2 separate regions of the Gossypium hirsutum genome follow, and region 1 is linked to region 2. Evidence: chromatin contacts called from public Hi-C data. All regions are on one chromosome and are shown on one strand. The core of a region is the stretch at or near the end of the contact, and the rest is flanking DNA. Distances in the headings are between cores, read along the strand shown.

Region 1 (2,700 bases), core at 178-2,677, 210 kb after region 2:
AAATGAATCGTCCGCTATTAGAAACAACAGATTCGTTAATATTGTAGCGCTCATCTCATCTCCCCCACTGAAAAACAATTCATAAACATCGTTTTTTCTTTATTATTTTTCTATTGTAAAAGAAGAAAGAAAGAAACGGATTATACAGAGTTAAAGAAAATCGACAACTATATAATCTACACAACTGGTGCGAACAATAAGGAAGTAAAAATCGGTGCAAAAACATATATAATTTGAATTTACAAAAAAGAAAAGAGCATGGAATTACAGAGATCGAGGGAGATATACCTGAAGAAGCAGAGGCGTGAGAGCAACGGTTAATGGAAGAGGAAGGAGAGAGAGAGCGGATCGCAACGCAGCTTCCTTGATTCCTAACTACACTACTCATTCTCTAATCTCACAAAACGTCTTTTAATCGGCTTCTCAATCTTATTATTATACAGAAAACAACGAGAGAGAAAGAGAAAGGTGCTGCTGTTGCTGTTGGCCTCAGGATTCTTATGCGAGTGAGTGAGGTAGTGGGATAAATAAGAAAAAGTCAAAACTACCCTGATTTTTTCATCATTAGTTGTTGAGAAAAATGAACAATATATAATATTAATTAATAATAAAGATATTAAAGATAAGGGTAAAGTAGAGTTTTAGAAAGATAAAAGAGATATCTCTTTTTTAAGGTTTTAACTCTTATCTATGGAGTTGTTGTATGCATCGCTTGATGAAGGCAAGAAGTCAAAAGCGGCATATTTGAATCCACATGGCAGGTCCTCCTACAAAACACTCCCGACCATGCTCTGATATAAGTCGGCGAAGCTTTTTCAACATTAAAAAAACTCAAGTCCCACTCTCCTTTCAGAGATTGAGTATCACACATCTAATCATTGGAGTACTGAAGGTGGAAGGGAGTAGACGTAACGCGTGAGTATGTGAAGTGGGACGAATCATGAAAGTTATTGCAGCTTCATGTATTTGGAAGCTCAATTAACTTGCAGTGTGATGTCTTTTATTGATGGGTGCTCTGAATTTACGATTTGATATAACTGCCACGTGGCTTTATATGGCTGATATTGAGCAAAAGGCAAATCAAATGAAAGGAAGGTTTGGCTTTGGTGGTGTTGTTTTTCTTTTGAGCCTTTTAGAGGCTGCAGGGCAATACACCAACACGAATCATGGATGTCACCCACGCTGTGCCCTACGCCTCGCCTCACTTGGCTACTGCTACAGTACAATGGCAATGTCGGGATTTACCTGCTTCTTCGCATTTAACTCGTAAAAGTTCGAATTAGTTAATGTTAATTCAGTAATCAATTAAAGAAAGTGGGTCATTTTTTAGTTTTAGGTATCCATCATTTTAGTTAAATATTTAGATGATGATTGTGTTGTTTAACTAATTATTAATTTCTTTCAAATAAAATGAGAAACAAAAGTGAAACTTAACGAATTTCAACATATTATACGCATTAACTGCTTGAATTGCTGCTTTTATTAAATACATGGGACGCAATTTCTGCTCGGTAAAAGGAAATGAATTTTAGCACATTTCATGATTATTTTTTCAATTTTCTATACTATAATTAACCCATAACTGAGTTGGTATAAATGGATTAGTAAAATCACAAAGTTTCTTTTTCGTAATTAAAAAATAAGTTAAATTATTCGAGATTAGTTTATTTTTTTAATTTAAAAAAATCATAAAAAGAATTTGAATTCATGTTATTTACATTAATAAAATATTAACTTTATCACTAAATCAAAATTTGATTTTAATATAATATTTACATTTTAATTGTATTATGCATATCTTATTACCTCTATGAATTGTATATCTATACTATAATTGGCCTTATGTAAATAAAGATTAATTATATTATTCGAGGGTATTTTAGTCTTTTACTTTAAAAACAATTAGAAATTTTAATGTGGTTCTATTTAAACTCATGCTATTTACATAAATGAAATATTAACTTTACCACTAAACCAAAGCTTTATTTTAATATAATAATTACATTTTAATTGTATTATGTATACTTGATTTACATTTATGTTTTAAATATATAAATTCTCACACGCATATGCTTGTAATAGAATTTTTAGTATTGATAATATTATTGATTGAGTTGGTATCATAAGTTGATATCAACTCAAGATTGATGACAACATCATAATAAACCAATTGTAGTACATTTGGTATTCTTAATATGACATATACGTGTTTAAATTTTATTTTATTCAATTTAATCTATTTTTATTTTAATATTGTATATATTTTATGTATTATTAATTAGTTTCAAACGATACATTTTATTATTTATTTTATGCTATTTTTAAACTAATATATGTGCTCTAAGTATATAGTTTCTACATGCATATGCGTGTGGTAAAATTTTTACTCTATATTATGTTGGTCTAATTTCTTTTATAACATAATAGTTTTTAGTTATGGATAAATACCAAAAATATAAAAAAAACTTTGACACAATTTACAATGTTATACATAATTTTTAATTTGGTGTATTTGTATTCATCAAACTTTAATTTTGTTTCAATTTTCACATTTCACTAAAAATGTTATCTATGCAGCACAATTTTCCGTTAAGTCATATATAAATTGTTGACATAACATTTTATTAGGTTAAAAAACAAACAACCAGATTTAAATTATTTTTACTTAGATTTTAAAATATATTTTTTTACACAAATAAG
Region 2 (2,700 bases), core at 61-2,560:
GAAGAGATAAATGATCGAATAATTAAATTCAAGGATGCGACAACGATGAAAACAGGAAAAAGAAGTGAAGAATCAATGGAAAACAACTTGCCTTTCTCCATCCAATCAATCAGTCTACGAGACTCTGCATCCAACGGCATCAGCTTCTTGATCTTCATCTCTAATGATATTTGTTACGATTTTGAAGAAATTAGCCAAAGAGGTTTTGGAAATTTTAAAATGAAATTTGTGAAAGTCTTAGAAGATGAAGCTTACCTAAAGCAGGGACGGATTTATCGTTGAAATAATTTTCTGGAAAAAGGCCTCTGATATAGCTAATATTGAAAATAGCAATACGAAGCAAGTTCCTCGTCTGTCAGGAGAAAAATCAATACACAAAGATGAGATCAAGTTAAATATATTTATAATCAAAGCTTCAATTCCAAAAGCTTCTAGGTCTAACTATGATAATAAAAATAAGAACTCGGGTCCATTGTGCAGCAAAATTCACGAGAGAAACAGAAAAACAGAGCAATTTTCTCGCGAAGTTGCGATGAACTATAAGGAATCAGTACTGAAAAAAAATTTAACGGCAGGCATTACCAGCTATGAGAAAAATTTTCATCGAAGCGACAAAGCAAAATTAAAATGTTCAGATCTGCAGACTATTGGTACATAAAAAGCCTTTAATATCCAAGTTTCCTAGAGAAGTTAAATTTCAGCAAAAAACGAGAACAGAGATTTTGGCTTCTGCCTACGTTGCATTTATCAGATTGAGTTTATCGATGCACTCAAATTTTTGAAGATAAAAGAAGGAACTATATTACGATCAAACAGGAAAAAAACAGAGCAAAAATTTATGTAGCGACTAAGTATAGAACAGCAAACAAGCAAACTTAACGCTGTGTTGAGACATCAAATCAATGCCAGGGGAATCAAAGAAACGAGCTAGAACTGGATAGTGGAAGTGTTTTACCAGAAGGAGAGAATCTTGCTCGGTGATCTCCGCTTCTTTAACCTTCTGCGCAACAACCTGACAAGATAAAGCGGTACAAGTTATAACGAGATTGGAGTAGAGAAATACAAAGAAAACGTGAAATCGTGATTATGGATAGGAAATGCTTTGATTTTAAAGCCCACCATTGTTGTAGAATTTTGATTGAGAGAGCTAAGAACTCAAATGGCAGAAAGCGAGGATAAAGAGAAATTTTCAGAGAAAACTAGAGTGTTTGGCTTGGAAGTTTGAATCAAATTAGAGAGAGAGAGAGAGAAAGTAAGTAATGGCGGGAGAGAAATGAGCTTGGAGAGTTAGGGAGTCGCTATTTATAGAAGGTCGGTACATGAAATTTAAATTTTAAGCACGGCTAAATTAAAAATGCAGATGGTGTGTTTGAACTGTAAAGTGTGGTGATGAGGGATGAAATTGTTATTTTACATGAACATTAAGGGCGTTTTGGTCTTGGAATGCTGACGTGGCAGCTTCAGCTTGGCCAATACATCATCAACTAAGCACTGGTTGCCGGGACTTGGAGTCCGTTGAAGCACCGTACCCGCTCTGCCAATGAGAGACAGTTACATGAAAACTAGACGTCCGCTGAGCACCGTCGCGAGCTTGCTCATGAACCTCCATTTTCCATTTTCAAATAAAATGAAGGCTTAATCCATTGTTTATCCTTTTTTTTTAACAAGCGAGTAAATTCTAATTCTAATTTCTCTATTTTTTAAAATTATAAAAATAATTAAATTTCAATTTATGATTATATTTCACTCAAATTCGAGATTTAATTTATATATTTTAATTTTAATATAATTTAGTATATCAAATTTTACAATATCATTAGTTAATTTGAATATTTTATTCTAATTAGAATGGTGATATAAATTTTTAATAATTAGTAGTACCGTTAAATTTTTTTATTAAATTTTAGTCAATTACAATTTTTTTATTACATAAATAATAAGTGTTTTTTTTGTCAAAATTATGCATAAATGTTATAAAATAATATATAAAAATAATACACATGATAAGATACAAAAGTAATGCAGGAATGTACATAAAGATGCATAAGATAATACACAAACAATGTTATAAAATAATACATAAGGATAAACACAAGGTTTGCAATGCATAAGTGAATAAATAAAATAATGTTAACCTCAAGAAATTCATAAAAATATATATAATTATCATCCTTATTATCCTAAAGAAAGAATTTATGATCATAAATTATTGTCGTATATATATCATGCATTACATAAATAAAAGTTATATATAGTACATAAATTCAATACATTAACTCTACGTTTGGTTGGGGTGAATAGAATAAGGGTATAATGGAATAGAAATGTAATGGAATAAAGTTGTAATAGAACAGAACTGTAATCAGTAATTTAATTATTTGGTTCAATGGAATTGAATAGAGCTGTAACAATATTTTTATATTTGGTTGGAATGGAATAGATGTTGTAATAGTATAAGGAAAAATATTTAAATGACCAGAATACCTTTAGTAAAATTTTTTTAGATAAATGATTATTGTTATTGTTATTAAATTTTAATAAGATTATTATTAAATATAATTTAATAAAAAGTAAATAATTTAATCATATTTTAACACAATTATTATTAAATATAATTTAATAAAATAATATATAATTTAATAATATTCTTAATATAATTATTATTAAAATATAAATTAATAAAAATCATAATAAATAATT

Evidence for each region. A called contact is a pair of places that touch in the nucleus more often than the background predicts.
Region 1: a contact with region 2 is called in a Hi-C map of leaf, with 2.2 times the contacts expected there. The contact joins the promoter of LOC107886468 here to the promoter of LOC107886463 in region 2. A contact is called at or near these places in 4 of 34 Hi-C or Micro-C datasets (leaf and petal).

Annotation. Positions count from the first base shown.
Region 1 is chrA03:92,454,005-92,456,704 of Gossypium_hirsutum_v2.1, forward strand. LOC107886468 (ELMO domain-containing protein A) reads right to left here and starts at 1,428. Exons shown (of 9, transcript XM_016810436.2): 1 at 289-1,428.
Region 2 is chrA03:92,243,158-92,245,857 of Gossypium_hirsutum_v2.1, forward strand. LOC107886463 (meiosis-specific protein ASY1) reads right to left here and starts at 1,311. Exons shown (of 23, transcript XR_005916284.1): 1 at 1,120-1,311; 2 at 956-1,012; 3 at 256-352; 4 at 92-160.